Regions from separate parts of the Sus scrofa genome. Here region 1 is linked to region 2. A link is a contact called in public Hi-C data. All regions are on one chromosome and are shown on one strand. Each heading gives the region's core, a stretch centred on a gene start, on an enhancer-like site or on the middle of the called end of the contact. The rest is flanking DNA. Distances are from core to core; before and after follow the strand shown. Region 1 overlaps PIAS1 (E3 SUMO-protein ligase PIAS1). Region 2 has its middle 28 kb from the start of SKOR1.

Region 1 (6,982 bases), core at 3,610-6,109, 250 kb before region 2:
TTGTAGATATTGTTTTCTTCCTGAGATGCAGAAGGCCTCCCATGGAAGAATATCCTATCCCTCCCGCCCCCAGTGCTATATATCAGCAACCACACCTCTCTACTCTTTCAGTTTCACACTTCTTTCATAGTTCACTGTAAACATCCTGGTGTTTATACACTTCCCTGGTAGGCTATACTAATCACAAACAGACTAAATCCAAAACATGTGCAACACTCTCTTCAAAAAGACAAAAAGGGGAAAGGTGCACTAGAAAAGAACCATTTTAAAGAATCTTATAAACCTAATGGTGACATATTAATTAGGTAAAGGAAAAAAAATAAGCTTAATAAATGAAAAAAAAGGATTTTGATAAAATTTGAAATCCATTTCTCTCAAAGCTATCCAGTAAAAAGGAGGATCATGGGAATATGTTATTGATGTAATTAAATTTTATCAAAAATTAATAGCAATCACATTATTTAATGTTGTGACACTAGTTGTATTCTCATTAACATAAAGAACAAGTCAAGCAGTCCACTAGCACTCACACTATTTAACACTGTTCTGAAGGTTTTAGACAGCAGTAGAGAACAAGAACAATAAATTATGGCATAAGAATTAAGATTATCATTATTTGTATAATGATATATCTCAAATGCAAAACTGCCTTTCTGGAAATACCAAGAAAAAAACTAAAAAGCTATCAGAACCAATACATGAATTTATGTATTAAGTGAATATTCAACAATGACTAGCTTTTAAGTAAACAAACAATAATATATTTTTCATAAAATGTAATAGAAAAAAGATTTATAATAGCAGTAATAAAAATAAACAAGAGGAATCAATAAAAAAGATTTATAAGAAGAAACCTATTAAATTACTAAGGAACATAAAAGAGGATTTTAATAAATGGAGAAACATACAATTCATGGAATAAGAACATTAAATATTGTAAATAAATTAATCCTAGGTTGATATACAAATTTAAAAGCAATCTCATTCACATTCCCAGAAAGATTTGGGGAAATAATGCAGGGGGAACATGTCTTACTCCCAGTAATTACTTTCCCAATATTTCCACTTTCCTCGAGGTCCCATTTCTTCTCTCACTCATAGCAGACTTATCTCACTTCCTATCTCACAGACATAAGAGAAGTCAGCAGATCAAAGTTTACTCATCTCTCCAGTACCAATCATACTCACTCATCCAGTCCTTTTTTTTTTCCATTTAATAAAGAAGTCCTCCTAACTATAGTGAGTTACTATGCAATTAACTATTGATTATCCTTTCTCTCTCTTGTATATATTTTATCTCTTCCTCTGAAGAAGATACCTGCCATCATCTTTTATGATGATGATGACAACACATTTAAGACTCTCCCATGAAAGCAAACAACTTTCATCTCACATTTCCCTCCAGCTCACACTTACCTCTTTGCAAAGCCACACATCTACAACTAACTCTACTGCCTCACCTCCACCTAGTCACAATCTGGCTTCTCCTCCCATCAGACATCAAAACAGCTCATGCTAAAGTCACCTTCAGTTTCTAACTCAAAAAGTATTTTTTTAGGCTTCAACATACTTGACTTTTCAACATCTGTTCAATATTGCTTACCATCTCCTTTTTTGAAACTCTTTCCCTGGATTCTCATAGCCACCCTCCATTCTGCCCCACCTCTCCAGTACTACTTCCCCATGTCCTCTGCAGGTTCATTCCCTTCTATTCAGTATTAAATGTTATAGTTCCTCAAGAATAAGTCTTCAACACTCTTTTTTCCCCTACTCAATATATTTTCTCTATAAACAATGTCAGCCTGCTTTTATGGCTCCAATAACCACCAATATGCAGATGGCTCACATTTTTTTCCTCTAGCCTAAACTTATCCTCTGAACCTGGATAACCTAACTGTCTATTCAGAATGTCTCAAGGCATCTCTAACTCAAAAACTTCAAAACTGAACTCATGATTGTCTTCATGTAGTCCTCTAATATTCCATCCTTCAAAGCAAAGCAAAAACACACCTGATTTCAGTCCTTTTTTAGTGTTTACTCTTTGTTAGCAATATCATCATTTACTTTGTCCCTCAAGCCAGAAACCAAGGAGTCATCCTTGATCTCTCCCTTTCTCTTAGGCCCTGCTTCTGATCTATCACTTAGTCCTACAGATCTACCTACTGACCTCCATCCTCAATGCCACCACTTTAATATACTGTTTCTCTCATTAATACTTCAGCAATTGTAAGAGGTAAATTCTCCGCAGGATTTTGGCCTCCATTCAAGCTGTTCATTACTCTGAAGAGTAGCCTTTGCTAAAGAGAAATATAGCCGTATAAACTTTTTGCTTAAAAAGAGATATATCCTTAACATTATTACCTCAAAGGGCCTGCATGGTTTGGCCCTTTTTTACCCCTCTACTAGCCTCATCTTGTATACTGCTCTTCCCCAATCTATGTGCTGTAGCCCATACTTGTTCCCTTTCATTTTCTTAAAAAGAACTAGGCTCACTCCTGCCAGTGGGTTATTCTGAAGGTTGTTTTCCTCTGAACTTCACCTAACTGATTCCTTCCACCCTTCTCTCAGCTCCTAGCTCAGTCATTACTTCCTCAGGGAAACCCTGCCTGACCTTTCTCTGGTTCAAAGTGCCCTTTAATATGCTTTAAAACCACCATATACCTTTCCTCTATAGTACTTATGAGTTAGTGAACATAACATGAGCTCATATCAAAAACTGTAATAATGAAAACCATTCTGAAACTGTGCCAGCAAAAGAATGCTAGGCTAAGAAACAATATAAAAAAGTTCTGAAACGTACCTAAGATAAATGAAAATCAAATATATATTAATGGTAGCTTCTGAATTGGCATCTATTTAGTTAATGGTGTTAGAACTAGCTATTTGAAATATTAAAATACATTTTTATTTCCTACCACACACAAATTTACAATGGATTAAATATGTAAAGGTAAAATAAGAAAACTGAAAAGTAGAGACAAAAATATAAACAAATATTTATGTAAGACTGAGAAGGGCAGATTGCCTAAGCATGATGGGGGTTGAGAGGAAAGACTACAGAGAAACAAAACTGAGTAAGATTTGGCTCCATAATAATTTAAACCTTCTACACATTAAATAATCATATAAATAAAAATAAGAGGTAACAAATTAGAAACAAGTTTGTAACATGTGAAAGAGGGTTAAACCAATATATAAAGAACTCATAAATCAATAAGAATTAAAAGCAGCACTAGAGAAATAGACATTGATATAATTTAAAAATGTAAATAATCACAAACACAAATATGTTCAATCTCAGTAATAATAAAAGGAGTAATAATTAAAGCAATGTGGTACCATTATTTACCTATTAAAATTAGTAGAGATGTTAAAGAAAATAAAACTCAGTGTTATCAGTCAACAGGCATGTGAATAAACACTGAAAGTCAGAGAATAAATTTGTACAACATTTTCTGGTAAGGCAATCTGCCAATGTACACAAAATTTCTTTAAATTCTGCATACTCTGACGCAGCAATTCAACTTCTGGGTATTCGCTGTAAGGAAATTAACATGTATGTATGCAAAGTTCTAACTACTAGGATAGTCTTCAAAATGTCCTTTGAAATATTAATGAATCAACCAAATAAATGTTAACATTAGGTAATAGGCTAAATTATGGATACTCATATTGTAATATGATGTAGCCATTTAAAAATCATACAGATGAATACAAAATGACATAGGATGGTGTTTATGAAAATGACTGAGTTATCAGGTTATAAAATACTGGATACTGCCAGATACCTTTTTTAGATCCCTTTTGTGTATGTGTGTGTCTTTTCAGGGCAGCAGGTGCGGCACATGGAAGTTCCCAGGCTGGGAGTTGAATTGGAATTGCAGCTGCTGGCCTACACCACAGCCACAGCAATGCCAGATCTGAGCCACGTCTATGACCTACACCAAAGCTCACGGCAATGCCAGATCCTTAACTCACTGAGCAAGGCCAGGGATGGGACCTGCATCCTCATGGATCCTCGTTGGGTTAGTTACCACTGAGCCATGAGGGGAACTCCAAGATCCCATTTTTTTTTAAAGAGAAATTTTGAAAATTCATTATGAGACAAAAATAAATCCTTTTGTAACTCATTTTATAATATCACTTCTTTATAAAGTTCAGGTAGCCCTGGAGATTAACCCTTCCTTATAATACAAAAATCTGATAGAAATAAAAATTTACTTACTCTCCCAATTTCTGCAGTCCATGAAACAACAATGGTGTTTGGTACAGTTGTGGACAATCGGACAAGTGAGGTGATATTAATTGGTCGGCTGGGTCGCTTTGGTTCCACACCATTTTTAGTAGGTGGAAGATAACCCTAAGGATGAGATACAATTTATTTTTACTTAATATTTCCACAGTCATTTCAACTTCCATTCCTTAAAAAAAAAAAATCCTACAAGCTACATATTAGAAAATATGAGTATTTTCATTTAAAAGTAGCTAAGTAAATATTTAGAAGAGTTACCTGTATGTTTCCCTAAACAACTCTATAGCTTCTTTACAGTAAGCCTGAGAAAAATATTGGCAATAGAACTGAAAATTCTCTAAAATTTAAGAATCCAGCTGAATTCATAAAAGAGTTGAGTAAGTATTTAAAAACGATTTTAAAGATGAATAATAGCAACCCCCATTCCTCTGTTAAAGGCACAGCATTCTTCAAATCTCTATTTTACCACAAGCTTCCAGATTCACACAAATATGTCCGAGGTTTTGTTGAAATAATCTCTTCTTCCCAAAATTCAGTACAACACTAAAGCTACCACATCCAACTCCAAGTCCTAGACTTTATCTCTATAGCTAATGTCACAGCTGTTAATTATACAAGTGTTTCACTTAGTCACATGAATATATATCTAAAGAGGTTTTTCTTAATGAAAAACTATGATTAACAACAGCTGTGATGACATTTGCTAGCTATGCTGTCAATGCAGTTAAAAAACAGCTTTTAGGACTTACTGGAAGGCTGCAAGGTTTTGTATTCACTTTCACACAAAGATTGGGTGGGAAGTGATCTTCTTGTGGACAACTGGTTTCTGATAAACAAAACCTAAACAATAAAGGTAAGTTTAATTTTCATTATTAAAAGATGGCCTTATTAATATTTTTGAGCTATCAGTTCCATAGCTAATCTAGAGATGGACAAACTTATTAACAAATAAACAAAAAAAACCTATTAAAACTAGACATTTCGCAAGATGAAAAAACATTTTTGAACAGGTTCAAAATAAATAATTCTGTCACTGTAGAGTTTCAGTAGTCACAACTACCAAGTAGTTTATAATATTTCCAATCATTTATTTAAGCCTGTTTTTTTTTAAGGGAGGAAGGGGAGGCGCTCTATGAATAAATTTAAGAAATTCTGAATCAAAAAATCAAGTTTCCTTAATATAGAACTTCCTAGAGTGGGGCTAATAAGCACTATAACTTTTTAATAGGGAAATATTTGGCGCATCTCAAATTTATTTGTCTATGAAGCATTTTTTTTCTGGTTCTGAGCTGAAAATGCTAAAGACCACCTATAGGATCAAATTCTTTTCACTAAACCCAGATACTCCATTATACCCTGCAAACTGAAGATACTGAACAATAACATTATTTGTATTATATCCACATGTATTTAGAATACTATTTTAGAAACTCCTGAAGGAGTTCCTGTCATGGCTCAGTGGTTAAGGAATCCGACTAGGAACCATGAGGTTGTGGGTTCGATCCCTGGCCTTGATCAGTGGGTTAAGGATCCAGTGTTGCCATGAACCATGGTGTAGGTCGCAGACGTGGCTTGGGTCCGGCATTGCTGTGGCTGTGGGGTAGTCCGGCAGCTACAGCTCTGATTCGACCCCTAGCCTGGGAACCTCCATACGCTGTGGAAGCGGCCCAAGAAATGGCAAAAAGAAAAAAGAAACTTATGAAAACATTTATTTCTAAATTAAATGCTTGAGCTTTTGGGAAAACCAAGGACAGCCAAATAATTTGTAAATTTTCATTCTACTCATAGATCAAGAAATAAATTACTAACTGCTATTTAAAACAAATTTTTTTTTTTTTTTGGTCTTTTTTGCATTTTCTTGAGCTGCTCCCATGGCACATGGAGGTTCCCAGGCCCTACCAATCAGAGCTGTAGCCATTGGCCTACGCCAGAGCCACAGCAACGTGGGATCAGAGCCGTGTCTGCAACCTACACCACAGCTCATAGCAACACCAGATCCTTAACCCACTGAGCAAGGCCAGGGACCAAACCTGCAACTCAATAATTACATCCTTATTACTAACATAAATCTGAGGATTATTCCACCTTTACAGAATGTTCACAGCAGCTTTGAGTTACATGTTAAGAACAATACTATCTCTGAATTCTGTGAAAGTCACCATGTACAAACATCTTCTCTCAACATCTTGATCTGTCAGCCATGGAATCTGTGTGGGAAGGTCCACAAAATGGGACAATTTGCTATGTAAAATTTAATGGGTACCTACGTATATCATCTTTAAGGAGGAACAACCTATACTCCATCAGATTTTCAAAGGGATTAAAGATCCATATAAAGGTTGAGATTTACTAATCTAAAAAGATTTCCTCAAAATGTACTTAGCAAAGAGATGTCAAAGCTCATAGGATCACCTCTAGCCCTAGCAAAACCTTCTATTACAGACCAGTTCTTTACAGTGCAACAGTAAGAGACTGCCATAGTTTTGGGTTTTTGTTGTTGTTGTTGTTTTTAAATGGCCGCACCTACAGCACATGGAAGTCTCAGGCTAGGGGTCAGTGGAGCTGCAGCTGTTGTCCACACCATAGTCATGGCAACAGTGGGTTTGAGCTGCATCTATGAGCTACGCCATAGCTTGCAGCAACATCACATCCTTAACCACACTGAGCGAGGTCTGGGACTGAATCTGCATCCTCACAAAGACAGTGTCGAGTCCTTAAGCTGCTAAGCCA
Region 2 (6,153 bases), core at 787-3,286:
TTTTCTCCCAGGGACCTTGGTCCTTTAGACGTCCTCTCTCTCTCCTGAAATTTTCTTTTCTTTTCTTTATTAATCTTTTTAGGGCTGCACCTGTGGCATATGGAGGTTCCCAGGCTAGGGGTCTAATCAGAGCTGTAGCTGCCAGCCTACGCCAGAGCCACAGCAACGTCAGATCTGATCCGCATCTGCGACCTACACCACAGCTCATGGCAACACTGGATCCTTAACTCACTGAGCGAGGCCAGGGATCGAACCTGCATCCTCATGGATGCTAGTCAGATTCATTTCCACTGAGCCATGACAGGAACTCCTCTCTTGAAATTTAAACCCTCCCTCCCCACAGGGATCCTTCTCCTCATTCCAGCAACATAATTGAATCTCACCCATCCCCAAAAAATCCCTCCTTTGTGTGCTTTGGGACAGGCATTCTCACGCACTGCAGGTGGGAGTGTAAACTGGCAAGATTTTTCTGGGAAGGACTTTGGTAAACTGAATCAAAAGCCTGAAAAATATTTGCACCCTTTGTCCCAGTAATCCTACCTCCAGAAATCCATCTAAGGAAGTAATCAGAAATGCTGACAAGGAGAGATGTTTAAAGATGTTAATCTCACTGTTATTTTAACAGCAAAAATTGGAAACAATCTAAAGTTTCAACATTCAGGGATAGGTTCAATAAAGTTTACTTAAATATAATGAAATTTTGTGCAGTCACTAAAAATATTCTTAAAGAAGAGCCAACATGGGAAACAACGTTATAAGTGAAAACAGCAGCGTATAAAAAATACATACAGTACGGGGCAGATTTTGTTATATATAAAAATGGCTAACGCTTCTGGAATGTTAGCTATTATATACAGCCTCTCACTCAATCTTCACAACATTCTTCTGCAATTAACACTGTTATTCATGTTAGGTAAAGAAAGAAACCAGTTAGAAAGAAAAACATCAATGTCTACAGGGAAGAAGAACAAGGGTAACTGATGAATTTTATTTTCTTCATGCTCTTTTTTATTTTCCAACTCTTTAACAAGGAGGTATTATTTTTTTTTGTCCAACAGAAATATCGAATTTTTCTTCTCCTTTCTAGTTTATATATGTGAGGACTGAAGAATCGGAACAATACAGAGAAAATGAAAACTCTCCACCCACTACTGCTATTCCAACCACAGAGAGAGTCCACTGTGGACAGTCTGGCTGTTTAATATTTGCCTTTAATTCGTATTTGGCTTTGGTATTTATATTTGCTTTTCCATTGCGAATGTAGACATATACACTTGAAAAAGCAAACGTGATCATCTTACCATGTCAATACTTAAAACTCGCTAATCTGGGTCCTTTTGGGAGGCTGCACTTTGGTTTCTGTCCTGAGGGATGTCCAGGGCCCCTTTCCAAGTGGTGAACCATCTCTGGTCCTGGCCACCCACCCCAAGGGCTCCGGGTTTAGGACCTGGAGAACTGCGTTCTGGCAGAAGCCATTTACTAGCTGTGTGACCAGAGGCTAACCACTTTTGCTCTCTGAGAGTCTGTTTCCCCATCCTTCAGATGGCCGTTACAGCTCTTGCCTTGCCCAGTTTACGGGGACACCGCGATGCTACAAATGCTGACGGCTGTGACCGGTTGGTTAAGTGCTGCCCCTAAATCAGTCCTCTTCAGGCTCCTCCCTTCTGCCTCTCCATTTCCCTGCAGCCGGAGAGATTCTTCAACTTAAGTAGAAAAGGAGGCTGGAGGGCCGCGCGAAGGGAAGGGACGTGGTCTCCAGGCAAGCTCTAGAAACCTAGAAGCTCGAAACTGACTTGTGAACCCCGCTTGGGCTGACTCGAGAGTCTTCTGACTGGCATCTGCGGAGGAGGAATCTCTGGAGGTGGAAGCAAAAAAACAAATGCCTAGAGTGCAGCGGCGTGTAGCAGAGGAAAGCACTAGAGGGCTCAAAACGCTGCCTTGCGTCCACCTCCAAAGTGGATTTTAAAGGCTCTGCAAGAGCGAGCCAGAGCAGAGGCGAGGGCCTTCTCCTGCGGAGCCGCCGCCCCCTGGTGGCGGCGTGCACATGTTACAGCTGCTTGATAGGCCCCGCCTCCTCGCGCAGGGGCTGTGGGCTGTAGGGATTGAGTTGCCATTCACACGTCCTGAAACTAAAGAGCCCTTAGCCAGTTCCAACCAAAACTGAAACGTGCCGGAAAGGGGAGGTCAGGCCTAGGTGAACCAGGACTGGAACCTGGGACTCCAGATGTCTCACCCAGTGGATGATTACAATTTATGGTAATCGTTAAAGCAAAAAGCCCTAGGCAATGAAGAGTTTATTCCAGTTATTGGAATAGGGAGAAGGGGCATGAACACCAAATGTCTGGTGGGTTTTTTTTTTGTTGTTTTTTGGGTTTTTTTTTTTTTTGTCTTTTCTAGGGTCACTCCCGTGGTATATGGAGATTCTCAGGCTAGGGGTCTAATCGGAGCTGTAGCTGCTGGCCCACGCCAGAGCCACAGCAACACCCGATCTGAGCTGCGTCTGCAACCTACACCATGGCTCATGGCAACGCCGGATCCTTACCCCACTAAGCAAGGCCAGGATCGAACCCTCAACCTCATTGTTCCTAGTCGGATTCATTAACCACTGAGCCACGATGGGAACTCCCCAAATGTCTTAAAGAAAAGGAAGTCGCCTAAGGTTTCAGAGAGGCAGGTGACCAGGGAGTCATCAGCCAGTCTCATGGGAATAGCAACAAAGGAGGTACATGGGTTGTTTTCTTGGCATATGCGAGAGCAAGGAGGTCCTGTTTCCCCAGAACTTAAGGAGGTGGGGAGTTTCTTATTCCTCCCTGCCTTTCAAGAGCACAGGACTCAGATAAAACTCAACGCTCTCATAATAAATGGCACAGACTACTTAAGAGGTGAGCATAGCGAGGCCCAGGTCATGCATCTGTGGATTTTAGTAGTGAGACAAGATTCCAACCTGCTGATACGAAACAACAAAGAGTCCCCAACCTGCAGTTTAAAGTTCCCTCTAAGCATAAAATCATAAAGTTACTGTGCAAGAGAGGAACTGAGCCAGCAGCAGAAATGACCTGCTCAGTCATGGCTTTTGGTCTGATGGAGCGTATCAGTGACCTGCTGGACTCACCCAGGAAAAGTGTTGGGATTTACCCCTAGAAAGGCAGGGTGGAGGCTGTGAAAATACAGTGAGGTCCCCTGGTCAAGTCTCGGGAAGGCCCAGGGCAGTTGTGGGATTCGGCTACCATGTCTCTCAGCCAGGCTGTCTATCTGTCTCTCTCTATGGCCCCCACTCTGTTTCTCTTCCTGCCCAGCTCCTCCTTCACCCACAGTCTCTCCTCTCCCATGACTTCAACTGGCACCTGGCCCCTTGTGGCCACCCCAGCCCTTGAATCTACCCAACCTCCAGCTGTAGAGCCCACCACTGACTGCAGCTTCCTCTGGGTCTTTTAAGACACTTCTCCATGGCCAGCCTGTATTTTCAAGCCAGGCCCCAAATCACCGAGTGCTCTGCCTGCGATTGGCCCAGCCTCTGGTACGCAGCCCAGCCAGGCCCTTGATTGTTCAGGGTGGGGTGGGGTGGGTGGGGTTAAATGATTGGCTTCTGGCAGGGGCTGGGACAGGGCAGCTGCCTGTAGAAGTATCAGGAGCAGCTGCATCCAGGTGGTCTGAGGCTACAGTTTGGAAACCCAGGCTAGAAGTGTCATCCCCTCCAAGCACTTGCGCCCTCTTGTGGGTCCTGGGCTTCGTCTGCAGGAGGGTGCTGACTGAAGAGGGCAGTCTAAAGGACTGGAGAGAAGGGGACTCCCCTGTGACAATCTGGACTGTGGTCCCAGCAGTACCCCTGACCCACTGGCCCAGCTGCCCAGCCTCTTTGACAACGACCTTCCTTCCTAGCCTGAGGGTTCACGCCCTACGAGAGTGAGAGCGGTTGGCCAAAACTGGCCCTTTGCAGCCTGTTTCTGCTTGGTCTGCGAGCTCAGAATGGCATTTATGTTCTTATATGAAAAACACCGAAAGGAGAAGAATATAGCAAGACATGGAAATTATATAAAATTCAAATTTCAGTGTCCATAAATAAAGTTTGGGGTGTTTGTTTTGTTTTTTCTTTTTAGGGCTGCACCTGCAGCATAGGAAGTTCCCAGGCTAGGGGCTGAATCATATCTCCAGCTGCCAACCTATGCTACAGCCATAGCAACATCGTATCCGAGCCGCATCTGGGACCTACACCACAGCTCATGGCAATGTTACATCCTTAACCCATTGAGTGAGGCCACAGATTGAACCCACATCCTCATGGATACTCGTCAGATTCTTAACCCACTGAGCCACAACGGGAACGCCCATAAATAAAGTTTGGGTTTGTTTTTTGTTTTTTGGTGGTTTTGTTTGTTTGCTTGCTTGCTTTTTAGGGCTGCACCTGTGGCATATGGAGGTTCCCAGGCTAGGGGTCAAATAAGAGCTGCAGCTGCTGGCCTACGCCACAGCCGCAGCCATGACAGATCTGAGCCATGTCTGCAACCTAGGCCACAGCTTGTGGCAATGCTGGAGCCTTAACCCACTGGGAGAGGCCAGAGATCACATCCTTATGGATACTGGTCAGGTTCTTAACCCACTGAGCCACAACAGGAACTCTCCCAGCTGTATCTTAATCCATTAGCCCTCAGGGAGGGGTGATCTGACTCTAGTCCAAATACCCTGGCAATTCAGGTACCACCCTTGACAATCAACAGTGTCCATCCCACTGTACAAAATGGCTTTCTGGTAACCAGGGAAGGGGACAGGTGGGGTACTGGAGGTAGGGACAGCAGTTCTAGAATGCATGTCTTTACTGTGCTTCTCTGGTGTATCTTTATTACCCCTCTGCTCTGGCCATTCTTCTGCCCTGAATGCCCTTACTGCCCCCTCAACCCCTTTACCAGGCTGCCCTCCTTTGAGACTCAAGTTGGCTGACACCTCCTCTGGGAAGCATCCCCCAACTCTCCCTTTCCTTCAGGGGTGCCCCTCCTTTGTGCCCTCCCTTCTTGCTTCCATCTCTGGGCTCATCCTAGCTCCTGAGCTCCTTGAAGACTTAGCCAGGCCTTGTCCTCAGTGCCTGGGACATAGAGGAGGTTCAGTAGATGTTTCCTGGATAAACTGATTCTGAGGGCTTGGATTCAGTAGTGGGGGTGATTTTTCAGAAAGGGATTCAAAGACTTCCTTTTCAACTCTCTCCCATGATGCAGGGTAGCAAGGGCATCAGCCTGAGTTTCAATTCCTGCTTCACCACTTAAGAGTTGGGCAAGTTACCTGACCTCCAATATGTCCTCACTCCCCCAGTTCCTCATCCACAAAATGGGAATAATGATAGTACTTACTTCCAAGAGCTGTTGTGAGGGTTAAATCAGATATTGCTTAGTACAATTTCTGGAGGTAGGGACAGCAGTTATAATTAATTAATTATAATTAATTAAATAATATTATTTTATTATTGTTATTACTATGTCATATGCCCCCCTTGCCCACCAGCAGGACTCACTGCTGACCCCAGGAGCTGTGCAGAGAACAGGCTGGCTCTCTCTCCAGCCCCTCGCAATCCATAAAACCATTGTTACACCATCAATAAAACAAAGGTTCAGACTGGAGCCTCACTGGACTCCTGTAACAAAGATAGCATAATTCATCTTTTAAAATTTGGGGAAAATATAATAAAGAAAAATATCAAGCAGCCTAATATATTTTGGTGTATCTTTTCTACTGTCTTTTTCTTATGAATATTAAATTCAATTTTAATCATACTCTATATATATTTGCATTCTGCTGTCCAGAGTAGCATCATAATCATGCCTGCTATGTTATAGATAAGGCTGAATACACCTTTTCCCGATTTTTCAAGAAAGATAAATTTTTTAAATGTTTCAATCATGACTCAAATAGAAACATACTGAATGCATTCAAAAATACGGAGTTCCCGTCGTGGCGCAGTGGTTAACGAATCCGACTAGGAACCATGAGGTTGCGGGTTCGATCCCTGCCCTTGCTCAGTGGGTTAACGATCCGGCGTTGCCGTGAGCTGTGGTGTAGGTTGCAGACGCGGCTCGGATCCTGCGTTGCTGTGGCTCTGGCGTAGGCCGGTGGCTACAGCTCCGATTCAGCCCCTAGCCTGGGAACCTCCATATGCCGCGGGAGCGG

The links. Hi-C and Micro-C count contacts between places; a contact is called where the count stands out from the background.
Region 1: a contact with region 2 is called in a Hi-C map of embryonic fibroblasts, with 2.6 times the contacts expected there. The contact joins two enhancer-like sites. A contact is called at or near these places in 1 of 5 promoter capture datasets (liver), 9 of 47 Hi-C or Micro-C datasets (alveolar macrophages, embryonic fibroblasts, liver and 4 more) and 2 of 2 datasets of contacts at active chromatin or transcription factors (alveolar macrophages and skeletal muscle).

What each region holds. Positions count from the first base shown.
Region 1 is chr1:166,035,063-166,042,044 of Sscrofa11.1, reverse strand. It overlaps PIAS1 (E3 SUMO-protein ligase PIAS1), which reads right to left. Exons shown (of 14, transcript XM_003121749.6): 5 at 5,002-5,092; 6 at 4,226-4,360. Among named protein-coding and RNA genes, the nearest start is that of CALML4, 61 kb to the left of the region's middle. Within about 2 kb of position 4,859, at least 1 of the 83 cell types and tissues checked has an H3K27ac peak or open chromatin away from gene starts, as enhancers often do. A contact at or near this core is called in embryonic fibroblasts, where this site is marked.
Region 2 is chr1:165,778,549-165,784,701 of Sscrofa11.1, reverse strand. No RefSeq gene overlaps it. Among named protein-coding and RNA genes, the nearest start is that of SKOR1, 28 kb to the right of the region's middle. Within about 2 kb of position 2,036, at least 54 of the 83 cell types and tissues checked have an H3K27ac peak or open chromatin away from gene starts, as enhancers often do. A contact at or near this core is called in embryonic fibroblasts, where this site is marked.